6 separate regions of the Mus musculus genome follow, and regions 1, 2, 4, 5 and 6 are each linked to region 3. Evidence: chromatin contacts called from public promoter capture Hi-C data. All regions are on one chromosome and are shown on one strand. The core of a region is the stretch at or near the end of the contact, and the rest is flanking DNA. Distances in the headings are between cores, read along the strand shown.

Region 1 (3,057 bases), core at 348-2,847, 580 kb before region 3:
TCTGAACTCCAAGCTGTACCTGGTGGAGGAAGCCCAGAACCCAGGGATGAAACCACGGGATTGGGGGCAGAGGGCGGAGGGGGTGCATCGGCAAACAGCTGGTGAGGGCGGTCAGCCTGGGACAGCGGGTTCTGGGCTGCCAGGAGTCTTTCAGCTGCTGAGCCATGGCGTTCACCCTTAGAGTCCTTCTTGAAGGCATAAGACACAGTGATAGGACGGTTACACAGGTACTGCCCGTTCATGGCCTCAATTGCTGCATCCGAAGCATCGAAGGAGGCAAAATTAATGAAGGCGTAACCCTTGGAGTTGCCTGTGTCAGGGTCCCGCATGATCTTGGGGGTCTGTAGGATGACTCCAAAGGCGCTGAAAGTATCGTAAAGCAGCTTTTCATCAATTTCTGGGTCCAGATTTCCAATGAAAATGTTGGCTCCCACATCCAGGTTTTTGTTGTGAGCTGAGGCCTTGTTCACCCGTATTGGCTTTCCATAGAGTTTGATCATGTTCATAATCTTAATGGCATAGTCGGCATCTTCCTCGCTCAGGAATTCAACAAAGCCATAGCCTGGGGAATCAATGAAAAAAACAAAACAAAACAAAAAACAAACAAACAAAAAAAACCCATCATTCAGGGGAAGAGACTCAAAATGAAACATTAACTCCCCAGCCTTCAAACACAAAGAACATAATAGATAATAGCTGGGCGACTGCACGTGCACGTGCTTTTAATGCCACCACTTCGTAGCAGAGGCAGGTGGAGCTCAAAGATCGTGACCAGCCTGGTCTACAGAGCAAGATCTAGGACAGCCAGGACTACACAGAGAATGGTTGAGAATGGTTCCAGAAACTAGAGCTAAGAGAAAATATTCCAGAAACTGGGAATTGAAGCTGAAGGAGAAAGCAATCTTTAGGTTGCTCATTCCAAAGGCGCTGTGCCTAGCGGCTGAGCCTCTTCGGGGCCGGTTAACCCTCTCCAGGGCTGATTCCTGCCCCGTACCCTACTCACCCTGGTGCTGGCCAGTGACTCTGTCCTTGGGCATGTGGGTGTTGACCACTGGCCCTGCCTGGAGAAAGAGCTCCCACAGCAGCGGCTCACTCACTTTCTCGTCCAGACCGCCCACGTACACCGTGGCATCTAAAGGGAAGAAGCAGGCGATGAGGAGTCGGCAGTGAAAAAGAAGACAAAAACCAAAAACCGTCGCCTAAAGCCCTGAAATTCCCTCTGCCACCATCATCTAGAAAATCTGCTACGTCTAATTTGGCATTCTTGCTGGTCCGGTACTCCCGGGAGGCTTTTGTCTTCTTGGTGGAGGGAGCTGATCTAGAAGCATCGCTTCTCACAGGCCTCGGCCTGCACCCGGCCTCGCGGCCAGCCAGGTGCCCAGAGGTCGGTGTCCCACCGGGGGGGATCTCGTCTACCACCCCAGGGGGAACGCTTCCGGCACTAATCTTCCCTCCACTTCCCTGCTCCTATCTTGGGCTCTTCTCTCCCAATTACCCTGATTCCGTTCGGAGATCGGTCCGGCAGCCATGGCGAAGGGGCTCCCGCCGTCTCTAAGCAGCAGCACCGCCCCCTGACCTCAGTTACAACTTCCACTTCCGGGCCAAGGCTCACGTTGGGCGGGGCCGGCGCCGGGGGGGGGGGGAGGAGCCGGAAGCGATCGCGGCCATCTTAGGGGTCGGAGTCTTGTCTTTCGGAAGGGAAAGGCGCTCTAGGGCTGCTGCTGTAGTCGGGGCGGAACGGATGTGCTCAGCCCGTCTCGACACAGTTAACTAAAGCCCCGGATGCTTCCAGACTGTTAGAGGCTCACACGGCTCCCCAAACGCACATTCAAGTGCAAAACCAGGCTTTGTACGTTCTGTGACGCAGAGTTGTGTCCTAAGTGCAGGGCCAGGACTGCCTTCTGGAGCGACCTATTATTTAGTGAGGTCCACGACGCTCGTGCAGACTCGCCCTCGGCCTAGACTTGAGCCTGAGGTATTTTGTTTTCCCCTAAGTGTCAAATCTCCGCTTATCTTGGGAAATCTGGGACACGAAACCGGGTTGGGTTGCGGGCTGGTATCGAAGCTTTAAGGAGCAGACATGGATCTCTTGAGTTAAAGGCCAGCCAGGTCTACAGAACGAGTTCCAGGACAGCCATGGCCACACAGAAAACCTGTCTCAAAAAACAGAGTTCCAGCTGGCCTAATAGACACATAGAGACCATGTCTCAAAAAAGGTGTGCGGACCCCTTCCCCCATATTTTATGTGTATTTCTTCCAGGCCACGCCTGACTTGGATCCTTTATTTCCTTACAATAATTTGGGTGTTTTTCTCAGTTCACACCCTCCCCTCCACCCCCACGGCTTTGCTGAGATCTTCATTCAACACAAGAAAATACCAGCAATGTGTAGAAATACTGTGCTTTAATGAACTCCTTAAATAGAAACGCTGCTATGAAAATATACAGTGGGAGGAGACGGTTTCTCCCTTATTCACCTCGTTCCCACAGAAGACTAAGAAAAGATTTCAAAGTAGTGTAGAGAGGTTGCGAATGAGGTCTCTAGGACATCATTGTTGGGACTGATGAAAAGGGTCTCTCATGTCACAGTTTTGACGGCCATCCAAAAGGTACAGAATTGCCTGGGAAAAGGGGCAATCACATTCTGAACTGGTCTTGTTTCTTAGTTTTCAAATCACAAGAAATGAAAATAGCCCCAGAAATCAAACAAATCGGGAGACCTTTAGGTTGGTAGCGCCACCATCTGCTACAGAAACGGGCCTTCTAAGTGAACTCTGCAGACTGGAATGCCAAAGCTGAGGCGTCAAGGTCAGACAGGAAGATGAGCAGAGACCCCTGCCCTGCCTCTGAGAACGACGCTAACAAACAGTTTCAGCAGATCTGAGAGAGGATGGTATTCGGATCTCTTTTCTTGCTCTGGTCCTCGGGAGATATTCTTGGTGTCCATTGTCTTAACAGTTCCTGAAGGTGAGAAAGCTCATCCTGAAGGGCAGAGACTGTGAGAGCTGAGGAGCCCATCTGGGGAGGGGCAAAGCGCACAGAGGAAGACTGTTACAGG
Region 2 (2,766 bases), core at 127-2,626, 570 kb after region 3:
AGTGGAAACCCTGTCCCAAAAAGTGATAGGGTATAGAGTAGCTTCAGTGTTACGAGTGCACCTGCCAAGCGTGTGCGACTCCCAACGTCCAATAATCAGTATCGCCAAAACAAAACAAAAACACTCGCCAAGCTGCTATGTCGGTGGGCTGCTTGCTTGGACTGGGTGAAGCACTAGGTTCCACTCCGAACACTGCAAAAAGTGAAAATAAAACAGAAATTTAAAAACCCTTGTCATTTGAAACGGCTGCGGTCGCGGTGGGCGGCGGCGGCGCGGGGCCAGGGTAGAGAGCGCGCCAGGTGGCACACTGGGCCTGCAGATGGATCCAGCAAAAACCTGAGCCAGCGCAGGTGGGTGAGTGTCAAGGCAATTCGTCTCCCTGGCGACTCCGCCCCTTTTCCCACCTCCAAGGGGCGGGGCAGCAAAGCGCGGGAAAGCTCAACGGGAACAGTAATGCCAGCTCCCGTCAGGGGCGGAGAAAAGGGAGCTCTCTTAAATGGGAAATAGATCTGGGCTCCCTCCTTCTCTCGCGTAAGAAGCCTATCAGCATACTACCTTAAGCTCTCCTTGGTTGTGGCCCAGGCCACGCCAGCACTTCCCAACGTCACCTCCCCCACTTCCGGTCGCAGCGTGTCCCAGGTCTCAGGTCTCGGTGGTTCCGGTTTCTTTTACACTCGGAATCCCAAAGTCTGTCCAGCTCTCCCGCAGAGGGAGGGGCCGTGCGTGGTGCGTACGCCCAGAGGCAGGCGGACGCCAGAACCGCATCCATCCGGATTATAAAGCAGTTTAGACTGCGAGGAACCCCAGGCAATGGTCACCCCGATGACGTAATGTTTGGGGGTGGCACCTCATTTTGTGACCCCCAGCACCGCATCCGTTCGAGCGCGGCTTAGCCTGAGGAAACGGCACGAACACTTAAAACACCCAGGTTCCACACGGAGCCGACGAGGTTCCCCTAGACGCGCCGCCATACAGCTAGAGTTCCTAAGTTTGTAGATGTGAGGCACAGTGTCCAGCTTCGAGCGACCAATGGAGAGAGGATGGCTACGCTTCTGAGCTAGCTAGTCACCCCTCGCAACCCAAAGCGAAGACTAAGGCTGGCTTCTTGCTAAGCGACAGCGGCGGCGGCCAATGGCTTTCGGGCTGCTCAGACAGGGCAGGTGGACTCCGGAGCAGCCAATGGGGAGAACCTTCTCCACAGGGCCCAGGCCCTTTGTCCAATAGTGATGAGAAGACTATGAGGGGCCAGTTCCGAGCGGGGTATGGAGGGCCAATCCCATACGGGACTGGGTGGGGCTCACAGTTGAATGACAGGTCCATTAGCCAATGGCGAGTATGAAAGCGGGCAGCCCGGACTAGGAGCACGGAGGGAGCTGAGGGAGAGGGGAGGCCGAAGCGGAGAGAAGCAGGAAGTAGCGGCGGCCGCGGGGAGGGCGGCGGCGGCGGTAGCGGCGGTGGCGGCTGGAACCGGGAGGAGGCCGTAGGGTCTCAGCCCGCACCAGGATCGGAACAAGTAAGCACGCTCGCGGCAAATACCCGCCCCTGGCTCCGCCCCCCGGGGGGGCGGGTAAATACCCCTGCCCCTCCCCCACTTGGTCAACTACCCCCTTCTCCGTGCCGCCGCCCCCTGGGGCGGCTGCTGGCCTGGCCGGGTCGCCGCCTTCTTCTTCGAGGACCACCGGTGGGAACTCCAGTTTGCTGGAAGCACGGCCCCCTAGCCTGGTAACGTGGGAGGGGGTTCCTGGACCCCTAAGTCCTGGCGCTCTTAGACTGAGAGGCAGTCAGAGTGCGGCCGGGGGACTCGAGGCTGCGGGATGTCGCGACCTAAAATGGTGTCCGTGCCGGGCGGTGGGGGCGGGGGAATTGGGCCCAGCAGGAGAGGAGCCTGCATCCCGACCGGGTGCTGGTCAGCGTCCGGACCCAGGCAGGACTCAGGCTAGCGCCTCGATCCTGGCGAGCTCCTTGCAGTCACTCGGGTCTGGGGAGAGCCTCTGGGGGTCAGAGACAGGGCAAGCTGCCCGGCGCGCAGAGATGAAGGGGACCAGGTTCGAGTCTGGACTGACCTGGCTGCAGAGCTTAGAATCACGCAGGGACCGCCCCCTCTTGTGTCTCCACTCCCCTCGCGCCACTCCCCACTGCCGGGGAGTCCTGGCCCCCAATGTGCAGCGCCGCAGATCCTAAGGGCCTGGCCTCACCGAGGCCCTCCCTTGAGTTCTTAGCCGGTGAAAGTGAAAGAAGCACCACTCGCCTCAGTTTACCCTTTAGTTTTTAAATGTACTTCTTGTCCCCTACCCGAAACCCCGGACTTACTTTCCGCGCCAGTCCCTGGCAGATGGCAGGGACTTAAATGCCGCCCGCTGCCCAGCTTGGCCGCAACCTAATCGCCCCTGGCCGTGCTCTGGCCCCTTCCTTTTGCTCTGCGCTGTAGGCCTTGGGCAAAGGGCAATGGAGCCCCCACCCTACCGGTGTCTGTTCACCCTTTTCTTGTTAAGCCCCCTTTGCTTTTGAAGAACAGAGGGGGAAAGTAGGTAGGGAGATGGCAGCTCCACAGGCCTGGCGGCTGAGTGGAGGATCTTCATTGGCCTTAAGCCTCTGTGTTTGGCCCACTGTCTGCTCCAGGTGGCTATCGGATGACCTCCAAGTCACTTGCACGCCAGAGGGAGGTGGTTGGGAGAGGTAGGTTCGCAGGTGTTTTCTTAGTCCCCATTGGTTTGTACTCCACCGACCCACCCTGCTGGGAGCTTGAGTGGGAAGGTAGCCCAGGCT
Region 3 (3,067 bases), core at 207-2,706:
CTAAAATAAGTCTTTTTAAAGAAAGAATTCATTCAAAAAAGAAAAAGAAAAAGGGGCTAGAATATGGCTCAGTGTTACAGTTACAGCATAGTGTTATTTAGCATATATAAGGTCCTAAGTACCATTCCCATAAATGGGGGAAAAAAAATCTGAGCACACACCCTTTTATACTAAGCATTACACTTGTCTAAGTCATCTGTGATAAAGCTTAAAGTTAGCACAGTTCATACAAATGTAAATGTATTTTATTTTTCGTTTGTTTAGAACGAAACAAAACAGGGTTGCTCTGTGTAAATGTCCTAGCTATCTTGGAATTCATTATGTAGACCAGGCTGGCCTTGAACTTAGAGATCCACCTGCCTCTGCTCCCCAAGTGCTGGAATTAGAGGTGTGTCACCACTGCCTGGTATAAATGTCAATTTTTATGATTAAAAGCAAGTCAAAAACTATCAGCAATTATATATCTTTGAGGTCAAAAGAATAATATTTAAAATGTGCTATGGTTGTGCCTAGTTCAACAATTTTATCTTGCTTTCTTTCTGCCTCTGATCCTTGTGATCTTGGAGTTTTCTTCCTTTTCCTTTCCTCCCTAAATACTGTCTGTCCAGTCTTTGAAGGCCTACTAAAGACAAGTGAGGCCTTAAGGTGAATTCTATCTCTCCACTATGCATATATTAAACACTTAGAAATGGATTTTTCTTCAGTTGTATGTAAACAGAAATTTATACTTAAGCCCTTTAAAATGTTTATTATAGTCCCTCTTTTGTTATGGCTGTCTGTTACATTAAACTTCTCCAGGGCTGAAATATTGTCATCTTTTAATTTTTATATTCTCCATAGCAACTAGCACAATATCTTTAACGTTTTAACTGCTCAAATAAATATATACTCATTAAACAGCACCAGAAATACACACCAAGAGTCTTACAAACAATTCTTCATACAAGCGTATATTTCAAATATAATTTTCAGGGGAAGTAAGAAGAGTGAAGGAACAGAACACAGAACAATGCCTTAGGGTGCCAATTCCATTTGGCATTATTTCCAAACCCAATCCAAGAAACTTTAACACCCCGGGGAGAATGGGGGCAATTTTCTTTGAGGAATTCATCATTTCCCTGTGGCCACTTATTAGTTAAAATACCCTACTTGAAAACATGATGAGCAACAACAAATAAGTAAAAACCACCCTTTCTCTCTAAAGTAAAATACTGACCAGCTCTGTTGGATGTTAAGAAGTGTTATATTTGCTCACCTGACGTTGCTCCTGAGCTGCAGTGGGACGTAGGCTGCAGTTCGCGCTCTCGTTTTGGAGGGCACCTGTTTCCCGTACCCTAGGCGGGTTCCAGTAGGTGAAAAACTTCTCAGCCACACAGAGAGTACAAACTTCCTGATCCTTCGTTGCAGAGAGGGAATAACACATCAGCTTCCTCAGGATCACTAGGCAACCTACCTTGGTGTTTCTTCATTGGGCCAATCAGAAACCCCCAAGTTTGACTCTAGCCAATCGGAGCTTACGAGGGGAGGTCCTCCGGGCTATTGTGTTGCGATCCAGACAAACATCACCAAAAGGAGGCAGGTTTGGGTTCAACCTGACAGCTGGTCTGTCCAATGAAGGAACCTCGGTGGCTGCGAGGAAAAGGCTGCATCCCACCCCGATGAAATTACCCAATCAAAGTATTCTGTGAGATAGCACAGTGCTGCCAATCACGAAAGGATTCTGTTGGCCAATTTCAGTGTAGCAGGTGTTTTTCTGTAGCTGTCTGTATTGGCACTGCTGGTTAAGAAATGTTGGCATCCAAGCAATAAGGCTAAGAGTAAACTCTGAGCTTAACTTTGCCTCTAGAAAAACGTAATCTGACTCGGTTTGTGCTGTTTATACTGAACAGCATGGGTACTATTACACACATAACAGCTCTAGAGGGATGTTATCCCACTTTGATAATCCTGTAGCTACTGTACAGTTTGGAATATGGCTGCTAAAATTACAAGACGGAAACAGATCAAGTTTTTAGGTCTTCCTTTTCTGAAGCAAAGGAAGCAAATAGCTTGGGTGGGGCTAGGTTCCAGGTCTCTCAGCAAAACAATTGTTCACACTACCACTCAAAAGTTCTAAAATGTGTCCACCTCGCGAAAGATATACTTACTTAAATTCTCTCAAAATTAATAGCTGAACACTTTCTGTTAATTAAATAACTAGAAGCCCTGAAAGACCCTGCACACTGAGCATCTTAGTCATGGTATTAAGATGCCGGTCTTTTTTTTATTGGCCATTGCTTTTATCATTTTTGCTCTAAATACATATTTAAAAGTTGTTAATAGGGCTGGTGAGATGGCTCAGCGGTTAAGAGTGCCGACTGCTCTTCCAAAGGTCATGAGTTCAAATCCCAGCAACCACATGGTGGCTCATAACCATCTGTAATGAAATCTGATGCCCTCTTCTGGTGTGTCTGAAGACAGCTACAGTGTACTTACATATAATAAATAAATAAATATTAAAAAAAAAAAGTTGTTAATAACACACTATATCAAAATAGCAAACATTGTTTTAATAGCACCAAGTAAATGGTACAGTTTTAACATAAGTAAAAAGTGTATCCTTACAGAATTTTAAAGTCAGAATAAACACTTCAAAAATGGTTTTAGAGGGCCTTAAAACTTAACACATTTAAAAAAAAAGCTTTCTTTAAAATAGAAGGCAGGTTGTATTCAGTGGATATGAGCAGAATCAATGACATTTGTATTTTTGTTTAGTCAAAAGTTCCCTTGGATTTATCTCAGGTAAACACAATATAATAGCTAAAACTTTTATTAGTTTAATAACTATGAACTACAAAATAATTTTCAGAGGTACAGAAGGCACACCTTCAAATAATACAGCATATTAGTTTAAATGTTGAGAACTGCAAATTTGCATAAGAAAAATAATTTTTAGGTATGTTCCTTTGGTTCACTAACTCTCCTTTTCTTCAGCACTGACTCTTGACTAGATTCCAAGACGTGAAGGACCTGTTAAAAGAAAACAACTACGTAAGAGACTTTAATTTTTTGGGGGTGGGGTTCAAGA
Region 4 (2,856 bases), core at 175-2,674, 520 kb before region 3:
TTAGCTACTCCTTTGGAGTCTTCTTACCACCACTTCTCCTTATTTTTCTTATCCACCTGACAGGTTTTGAGACACAAAGGGATCCAGCATCCTAAAAGACCTAAGTATATTGTAGGAAAAGCCAAAGACCCACAAATTACCAGCTTCTAAATAAAACACCCTATGTAGTATTCACAAAAAGATAAAGAAAGCCAAAGTCAAAGCGGGTTAGCGATTGGCTTTGCAGTCATGAAAATTCCCTAAGGGGAAAAAAAAATTTGGGGGAGGGGGAATAACCTCTTAGATCAAATCTCACCAGTTCGCTTCTCTCAACTTCCCCATTTTTACATGTGTCTTGTGCCCAGAAAAGACACCTATGTTAGACTGACACTCTATCACCAGAGAAGAGAGACAGACTCTGAGGGCTGGTCCTTGTGAGCCGACAGGCTAAAAATACGCCGGCCCAGTAAACAAATCCCATTCCATCTCAACAGGAGCCACACCGTTAACCTAGTAATTATGAGAAGAGTGCGATCACACAGCCCCCAGCTTACTCATCATCAGCTTCTAAAGTTTCCATCAGCGCACAGAAACTTTTTTTTTCTGAAGTCCATAAGCCTGCCCTAGAATTTCTACACCTACACTCACCACAGTCTCTCTCTCCTCTCTCCTCTCTCCCCTCTCCCTCTCTCTCTCCTCCCTCCCTACCCCCCTTCCTCCATTACTGGACGCACCTCAGTTTGGCTATCGTTAAGAACAAACTTGGCTTTTCTTTTTTACTTTTATAGTGACTTTAAAAGAACTTTATCCTACTTGGGGGGGGGGGGCTGCATCTAGACCACCCTAAAACTCCGCCATCCGTCTCCCAAAGTCTAGCTGACAAGAGGGGACTATCCAAACTGCCCAGCACAGCTGGGGAAGGGACAGGAACCGCCGGCCAGGGCTGAGAGCGCAGGACGCAGGTGAAAGATTGGCGTGAAGGAGGAAGGTGGGGACCAAGCAGAGAGCGGGTGCTCAGGGGGAGATGGCTTCAGGTGAAGTCTCGTCAGAGAGAGTGAGCAGTGGAGCTCGACGACGCAGAGTTGGGGCGCTGGAGAGGCGGGAGGAGCGGGGAGGAGATGGGGAGGGTGTCAGGGCTGGGGTCTCCGTTACCCTCGCGACTCTCGGGGCAAGGCTCTAGGCCGGGGCGGAGCGCGGGGCCCGGCCGCCTCGCCTCATTCCTCGGCAGTGACCCCGGGGTCCAAGCGGCCCCTCCCCCGACGACGATGGAGGCGGAGGCGGACACTGCGACCGCGGCTGTTGCTCTCCACAGGAGATAGAGCTGGAGCCAAGCCGGGACTGACCGGAGCTGGCCTCTTCCCAATGGCTTTCCGCCGGCTCCTCCACACCGGGTCGCCACTCCGACTCCAGCGGCTGGTTCAGGATCGGTGGCTTTCGGCCGTCCGGCCGGAAACAAGCGCCCGTTTCCGGCCGGAGCGGGTTGGCGGTGACACCCTAGCCGCCCCCGGGCCTCCTCCCGCCCGGCGCGGCCGGCCCCGCCCCGTCCCGCCCCGCCCCTCCCCGCAGCAGCCCCGCCCTCGGGACCGCTTTGGGGCTGTGGCCGGTTTGGCGCTTGCCCGGCGCGTGACCCCGCGCGTTTTTGGCTCGCGTCCCCGAGCCCCCGGGCGGAGGCACTTTTGAGCGGGAGCTGGGAGCTCGGCATGGACTGTTAAGACTTTGGGGTCGCATCAGTTGGCGCCAGCCCTAAGGGAAGAAATGGAGACTGGCGGAGTAGCTTTCGAAAGGTGAGAAGGATAAAAATACTTGAGAAGGTTGAAATTCTAGTTACTCCACGCAATCCTGGACCAACCAGACTGAATTGAACATCGCTTCTTACAAACCAGCCCCACCCAGCTATGCATTCCCCTTGTTCCTTCACTCTTGACGTGAACGTACCCTTTGCTATATTCACTTGCATAACAATACTCCCTTAGTAACATCCCTGCCACAGTCAGTTTTTTAGTTAATGTTGTAAAAACACATTGTCAATGTGTTTTTACAACATTACAGCATAACTCAATGCCTTTACTTATTGAAGCCCTACTGTTGTAAAAGCACTGTATTCTGGAAGACTGGAAATAGAAAACGCAACAAGACATAAATCCCAAGCATCAGCAATCTAACAATTTAGTATTAATAGAATTCACTGAAATATTTTATATAAAGCAAAACAAACATATATGTCACGGAGGTTACAATGAGCTGTGCCTAGGAGCACACAAACAAGCCATCTCAGCCTTTCATGTTTGTAAAGGAATATGGACTGCTTCCAGAAGAACTACTTTATTGAAAACACAAAAATGGGCCCAGCTTATGCTATACTCTAACCAAATGAATCCTAAAATTTAACTCAGATCTCTAGAATCCACACATTCAAGGCAGTGTTTATTATCAAAATTATGTTCACTGGGTTTATGTAAAAGCATAATGCAGTTGGCTCTTCATTTTCCTCAGTATTCGCTGAGAATTTTGGTTTCTAATGGGGAAGGATAGAGCACAGAATTATCCAGACTAGGAACTGACACCTGAAACAGGAAACCCACTGGAAAAATACCCTTAAGTTTAGAGTTGAAAGTTTAGGGCTGAACCTAAGGCCACGTATACATGTCTCAGCCAAGCAAAGTAGCTGGTGCCTTTGGAAGATACCACAACTTACAATGCAACTTAGCAAGCCAGAGCTTAGAAGATCCAGGGAGTACCGATTGCAACTACTATTTTGTGACAAATTTGAGAAGAGGGTAGGATTTGGTCTCACTGAATTCCGTAGATCATACTAGCCCCTGCTGGCTAAGTCTGATGTGGGAAGGCAGAACTCTGCAAAACTGAGAGCTGCTTTCA
Region 5 (2,985 bases), core at 222-2,721, 650 kb before region 3:
CTTGGATGCAGGGCACACTTTGCCAGCTTCCAGAGCAGGAGAAACAGCGAGCAAGCCCAGCCGCCCGGCGACCCGCGGAGTGTCGCAACGACGGCCGCACGCAAATGAAGCCACCGAGCACGCGCGTCGTGATTCGCGCGTTCCAGGGCGGCGCCGGGGCGAGGGAGCCGGTCTTATGTAAATGAGAGGCTTCTGTCCGCGCGCTCCTATTGGCCACGGCGTCAGGACGCGTGTGAGCCAATGAGAGCGTCGGGCGGACAATCGGGTCTGCGTCTATAAAAGGGTGAGGCGTCGGCGCCGGAGTACCGTTTCCTGGTTGTGGCCGTTCGTCTGTTTGCGCTTTCGTGATGTCCGGTCGTGGCAAGCAAGGAGGCAAGGCCCGCGCCAAGGCCAAGTCGCGGTCTTCCCGGGCCGGGCTACAGTTCCCGGTGGGGCGTGTGCACCGGCTGCTGCGCAAGGGCAACTACGCGGAGCGTGTGGGTGCCGGCGCGCCGGTATACATGGCGGCGGTGCTGGAGTACCTAACGGCCGAGATCCTGGAGCTGGCGGGCAACGCGGCCCGCGACAACAAGAAGACGCGCATCATCCCGCGCCACCTGCAGCTGGCCATCCGCAACGACGAGGAGCTCAACAAGCTGCTGGGCAAAGTGACGATCGCGCAGGGCGGCGTCCTGCCCAACATCCAGGCCGTGCTGCTGCCCAAGAAGACGGAGAGCCACCATAAGGCGAAGGGCAAGTGAGGCCACTGCTCGCGTCGGCCCGCGTCTCTGTGATATAACCCCCGCGAGCTCCTAAAAAGGCTCTTTTCAGAGCCACCCACTGAATCAGATAAAGAGTTGTGTCACGGTAGCCGGTCTTGGTGGCCTTTCCTGGCCCTGCCCCAAAAGTAAGAGTGTCGTGTCCTCTGCTTCCTTGCCCATCCTGCCCGTGGTTCCCCCTGGTAGTTAGTCTGTTGTCGCTCTTTGGTTCATGCCCTGCCTCGGCGGAGCGGATACGCGGTTCTCGCTGACCGTCCCAAGCATTTAGCCCCTATCTGCCCACACCCTTGTCCTACACAACACTGTCCCTCACTCAGCGTCCACCCGCCTGACCCTTCCCAGGACTAAGACTCAACTAGGACGTCTAGGCCAATCTAGACATAAGTCGCAGTCAGCCGCGCTCTCGTCCGGTCCTTGGGGAATGTCTAGGAGGAGGAGGTGTCCCGCGAGGACTGGACGCGGCCGGCTCTAGGGATCATGGGGGACTGGGGCTGGGACTGTGGCTGTGGCTGGGCGGTGCTGCACAAACACTAGATTAGTTCTGCCCTGGGACTTTGGGCGGCGGGCGGGGGCGCGCGAGCTCCTCTTGGGCAGAGCCGGGACCCGCCCTCTACGGGCAGCTGCCAGACGTGGCTCCACCCTCGCAGAACGTTGGCAAGTGGACCGGGCGCGGGGCTGGACGTGGGGGGCGGGTGGGGGCGGGTCAGGTGGCGTGGCGGGCCCGAGCCAATGGGCGAGGTCGGGGCCGGTGACGCCACGGCCAATGGCGCGGCAGCGCGGGAGTTTCAAGTCGCTGTCTCCGCCCCGCCGCGGGGAAGACTGCGCCTATAAAGGCGGCCGGCTCGGGCCGGTATCAGGTCCCCGAGTGCTCCTCGTTTGGGTGTCTTCCGTCTTCGCCATGGCCCGTACGAAGCAGACTGCCCGCAAGTCCACCGGCGGCAAGGCCCCGCGCAAGCAGCTGGCCACCAAGGCCGCCCGCAAGAGCGCCCCGGCCACGGGCGGCGTGAAGAAGCCGCACCGCTACCGGCCCGGCACCGTGGCGCTGCGGGAGATCCGGCGCTACCAGAAGTCGACCGAGCTGCTGATCCGCAAGCTGCCGTTCCAGCGCCTGGTGCGCGAGATCGCGCAGGACTTCAAGACGGACCTGCGCTTCCAGAGCTCGGCCGTCATGGCGCTGCAGGAGGCGAGCGAGGCCTACCTGGTGGGGCTGTTCGAGGACACCAACCTGTGCGCCATCCACGCCAAACGCGTCACCATCATGCCCAAGGACATCCAGTTGGCCCGCCGCATCCGTGGGGAGCGCGCTTAAGCGCCCTGTCTCCCATCCATTCCCCACAAAGGCTCTTTTCAGAGCCACCACAGCTTCCCGGAAAGAGCTGTTTACTTCGCTTAGAGCTTTGTCCGCACATTATCCCGCTCCATAGCTCTAGGTTGGTATCTGACTTATACCTGTTATGTCTACATAATGGTTGCTTTCAAGGAAGGTTTGAATGCCCTTAGTGTAAGTTGTTTAACGTTAATTGCGGTCTTATTCAGACTCCTAGCTTGTTAACCCGAAGTAGGTTCACCACCTCAGTCTAAGGGGAGGGGATAATCTTACGGAGGGTTGGGGCTTGGTGGATACTATGTAATGTTCCTACCCAGCTGGAGCAGAGAAGGCTTTGTAAGTAGCTGAAGGCTGAGATCTAGCTTACAGCTCATAATTACATCACCAGACTTCTGGACGACTGAAGATTATTGTTGCTCATTTAATGCAATGTCTGAGGCTTACGGGGCTCAACGTCGGTGGTAAGTGGACTATGAGTAATATCCAGTGATAAAGCTTTGTTCTCTAACACTTGATTAGAAGACCTGCTAGCTACTTGGGATTCAGCATTTATTGCTATGATATGGTTCAATGGCAATTGGGTAGTTTTTCCTCTTACTCCTATTAATTTACTTCAAAATGACAACTCCATTCCCCCCTTCCCACTTTGGCAGGCACCTTTCTGGACCGAAATACACTGGATATCAAAGGGGAATCCCTTTACAATTCCTTAGCGTGAGGACAGTCTTTGCAGGGGTGGGTGTCGGACCTGAGACTCAAGAGCACAGTAAATACCTTATGGAGATCACTGTCATGGACCTTCCTTTCGGTTTCTGCCGGAAACTTCCAGAGAGCAAACTAGCAATAGTTAAAGCTGTGTGGAGACAGCCCATTTGTCCCCAGCATCTTACTGAGCTTTGC
Region 6 (2,846 bases), core at 156-2,655, 670 kb before region 3:
AACTATTGAGCCTCTACTGCACTTCACCTTAAAAAGAAAGAAGACACAGAAATCACATCCCATTAGGGACATAGTCAAGGATGTGGAGAAGTCCGCACAATACAGAGATATGAAGCAACACAGCTTCCAGGGGTCGCCATGGGAATGAGAAAACAGCGGCTGCGGGATGGAGAGGCTCTGAATTCTAGGGTGCTAGTTTGGGCATGGAGGCATGTCTACAAACAGGATCTATCCATCAAGAGACGTGTATGACTGCCCAGGGTTACTGGGGTAGGAGGGAGCTCTCTTCCCTCTAAGATCTACAATTCACAGGTCTTAGGTTTAAAACATTTGAGTTGAGAGGGGAGTCTGAGCCCCCAGCCTAAGGTGACTCAAAACCTACATCTATCTACATGTCTGGAGCCAGAAAATCTGGATAGAAAAAAGGTGGTGGTGGTGGTGGTGGGGATTCATGAGCACATATAGATGTTAGAATAAAGGAACAGTCAGAACAAGGCCTATCAGATCACTTTAAAAACAAGTCCCAACCAACCCACTACCGTTCTTTCTGATGCAGAATGCTTTCTCAAGATTCTTCTATGGGTGGCCCTGGGAACGACGGACATACTAGAAGTACAGACTCCAGTTCATTTCCCAGGGCGTCACTGTATAAAGCAGACACACACTTGAAAAAGTGAATTTTAGTCTACTGCATAGTAGAGACAGTTTGGAATAACTGAAAACAAAGGGCGGGCCTCAAAGGACTTGTGGAAACGAGCGTAGCAGCATTCCCGGGCTGCTCGGCTAGTCAGCGGGCCTTTGGGTAGAAGAGCGTGGAAACCCACTGACCTCGGTGAAAAGGATCGGCGGCATCCTCAGTTTTCCTATGATCTAGTTTCTGCTTGATCTGAATAATGTGTCTCTATCAACGAAACAGGCGACTGTACGCAGAAACGCCCGCGACCTTTCCCTTCCACACACATTCCTGGGTCCTCTGCTTTCGATTGTCACGCTGGTTACTGGAACTTTTGCTGCGGTTTTTACCTAACAGGAGCTCCGGGCCCTTCAGTGCAGCGCACTCCCCCCTCATCTCTAACTTTCTCTTTCTCCGGTCTTTTGTCTTTTTAGCGTCAGTGCTTTCTAAAGTCTGTGTTATCTCTAAGTTTTATTTGGAGGAATCTGAATTCTCCGAGGGACTTCGGCACCATAATTAAGAAAATCGAAAATAAAAAAATAAAGGCTTGAGACTGTAAGGAACCGGTAGAGGGCAGAGAAGAGAAAAGAAAAACAGGAAGATGATGCAACATCCAGAGCCCGGATAATTTAGAAAGGTTCCCGCCCGCGCGCTTTCAGTTTTCAATCTGGTCCGATCCTCTCATATATTAGTGGCACTCCACCTCCAATGCCTCACCAGCTGGTGTTTCAGATTACATTAGCCATGTCTGGCAGAGGAAAGGGTGGAAAGGGTCTAGGCAAGGGTGGCGCCAAGCGCCATCGCAAAGTCTTGCGTGACAACATCCAGGGTATCACCAAGCCCGCCATCCGCCGCCTGGCTCGGCGCGGTGGGGTCAAGCGCATCTCCGGCCTCATCTACGAGGAGACCCGTGGTGTGCTGAAGGTGTTCCTGGAGAACGTCATCCGCGACGCAGTCACCTACACCGAGCACGCCAAGCGCAAGACCGTCACCGCTATGGATGTGGTGTACGCTCTCAAGCGCCAGGGCCGCACCCTCTACGGCTTCGGAGGCTAGACGCCGCCGCTTCAATTCCCCCCCCCCCCATCCCTAACGGCCCTTTTTAGGGCCAACCACAGTCTCTTCAGGAGAGCTGACACTGACTTGGGTTGTACAGGTAATAACCGTGGGTTTAGACTCGGTAAGGTAAAGACGCTAGTTTTCCTTGTGACTCAACGCTACTAGGTGTTCCGCTTTTAGAGCCATCCACTTAAGTTTCTATACCACGGCGGATAGATAGCATCCAGCAGGATAGCTCACACTGGGAATTTTAATTCCTACTTAGTGTGTGAGCTGGTTGTCAGGTCAAGAGACTGGCTAAGATTTTCTTTAGCTGTTTGGAGCAGAATTGCAATAAGGAGACCCTTTGGATGGGATGACCTATGTCCACACATCAAATGGCTATGTGGCTGTGTCCCTGTGTTTCCAATGAGTGGCTGTGCTTGACCGGATATTTGGTATTGTTTCTATGGCCCCACAACCCACCTTTTATCCTTCCTCATCTTCCCAAAAGATTTTCTTCAGGCCATGTTAGAAAGCTAGCTGCCTAGATGGAGGTCACGTAACCCTCTGCGCCAAAAGGCTACGTAAGAGAGACCGGGCGTTGTCCTGCTGCTGATTGGCTCAGTGGAAGAGTTAGGCGTATGGCCTCCTGCAGAATAAAGAGCTGGCAGCAGAAGCTTGGGCCGGACAGGCGGGAGACAAGCAGGGACAAGAACGGAACAGGGATTTAAAGAGACACGTGGTGGGACACAGTGGCAAGAAGTCGGTCGGGTTAGGTAGATGGGTTAGCTGAGGGACTGTCTCAGCAAACAGGCCAACAGCTTTATTGTATCCAGATGTCTCCGGTGTCTTTACAATTAAACACCAAGCAGGACCCCCAAAAGTCCTCGCAAAACTCCTCAGTTTAGGCATGGATCTAGGAAATAGTGGACTGGGATCGAAGCTCTGCTGGGATACAATTGCAACGACATTTTAATGTCCCATAACATAAGCAAGCCAGGTGGTGACAGCTATAATCCCAGCAAGTCAGGGAGGAAACAAGGGTTAGGGGTTCAAGGACCACTTCTGCATGGTTTGGGGGAAAGCCTGAACCACAAGACCCTGTCACAAACAAAACAACAAAACAAAGCAA

Evidence for each region. Promoter capture Hi-C pulls out the DNA fragments that hold promoters and counts their contacts.
Region 1: a promoter capture Hi-C map of pre-B cells shows a contact between it and region 3, with 4 times the contacts expected there. The contact joins the promoter of Sf3b4 here to the promoter of Golph3l in region 3. A contact is called at or near these places in 4 of 39 promoter capture datasets (cranial neural crest, liver, pre-B cells and 1 more) and 1 of 9 other capture datasets (pancreatic islet).
Region 2: a contact with region 3 is called in a promoter capture Hi-C map of pre-B cells. The contact joins the promoter of Zfp687 here to the promoter of Golph3l in region 3. A contact is called at or near these places in 3 of 39 promoter capture datasets (cranial neural crest, maxillary cranial neural crest and pre-B cells).
Region 4: a contact with region 3 is called in a promoter capture Hi-C map of pre-B cells, with 2.5 times the contacts expected there. The contact joins the promoter of Otud7b here to the promoter of Golph3l in region 3. A contact is called at or near these places in 2 of 39 promoter capture datasets (cranial neural crest and pre-B cells) and 1 of 115 datasets of contacts at active chromatin or transcription factors (pancreatic cancer cells).
Region 5: a contact with region 3 is called in a promoter capture Hi-C map of pre-B cells, with 3 times the contacts expected there. The contact joins the promoter of H3c15 here to the promoter of Golph3l in region 3. A contact is called at or near these places in 2 of 39 promoter capture datasets (neutrophils and pre-B cells).
Region 6: a contact with region 3 is called in a promoter capture Hi-C map of pre-B cells. The contact joins the promoter of H4c14 here to the promoter of Golph3l in region 3. A contact is called at or near these places in 2 of 39 promoter capture datasets (liver and pre-B cells) and 1 of 115 datasets of contacts at active chromatin or transcription factors (thymic regulatory T cells).

Annotation. Positions count from the first base shown.
Region 1 is chr3:96,171,046-96,174,102 of GRCm38.p6, reverse strand. It overlaps Sf3b4 (splicing factor 3b, subunit 4), which reads right to left and starts at 1,597. Exons shown (of 6, transcript NM_153053.4): 1 at 1,496-1,597; 2 at 1,004-1,132; 3 at 20-562. The coding sequence starts at 1,529. It overlaps Mtmr11 (myotubularin related protein 11), which reads right to left. Exons shown (of 17, transcript NM_181409.3): 17 at 2,385-3,017. The coding sequence ends at 2,871.
Region 2 is chr3:95,014,067-95,016,832 of GRCm38.p6, reverse strand. Zfp687 (zinc finger protein 687) reads left to right here and starts at 1,376. Exons shown (of 9, transcript NM_001357863.1): 1 at 1,376-1,513. It overlaps 4930481B07Rik (a long non-coding RNA gene), which reads right to left and starts at 1,304. Exons shown (of 2, transcript XR_003954670.1): 1 at 556-1,304; 2 at 1-192.
Region 3 is chr3:95,587,323-95,590,389 of GRCm38.p6, reverse strand. It overlaps Golph3l (golgi phosphoprotein 3-like), which reads right to left and starts at 1,456. Exons shown (of 5, transcript NM_146133.3): 1 at 1,256-1,456. The coding sequence starts at 1,423. Hormad1 (HORMA domain containing 1) reads right to left here. Exons shown (of 15, transcript NM_001289532.1): 15 at 2,530-3,009. The coding sequence ends at 2,932. It overlaps Gm40097 (a long non-coding RNA gene), which reads left to right and starts at 1,573. Exons shown (of 3, transcript XR_867468.2): 1 at 1,573-1,745; 2 at 2,974-3,030.
Region 4 is chr3:96,103,095-96,105,950 of GRCm38.p6, reverse strand. Otud7b (OTU domain containing 7B) reads right to left here and starts at 1,424. Exons shown (of 12, transcript NM_001025614.1): 1 at 1,132-1,424. It overlaps Gm30044 (a long non-coding RNA gene), which reads left to right and starts at 1,595. Exons shown (of 2, transcript XR_375856.2): 1 at 1,595-1,763.
Region 5 is chr3:96,237,613-96,240,597 of GRCm38.p6, reverse strand. It overlaps H3c15 (H3 clustered histone 15), which reads left to right and starts at 1,471. Exons shown (of 1, transcript NM_054045.4): 1 at 1,471-2,119. The coding sequence starts at 1,657. The coding sequence ends at 2,067. H2ac19 (H2A clustered histone 19) reads left to right here and starts at 224. Exons shown (of 1, transcript NM_178212.3): 1 at 224-819. The coding sequence starts at 348. The coding sequence ends at 740.
Region 6 is chr3:96,261,876-96,264,721 of GRCm38.p6, reverse strand. H4c14 (H4 clustered histone 14) reads left to right here and starts at 1,405. Exons shown (of 1, transcript NM_033596.3): 1 at 1,405-1,788. The coding sequence starts at 1,418. The coding sequence ends at 1,729.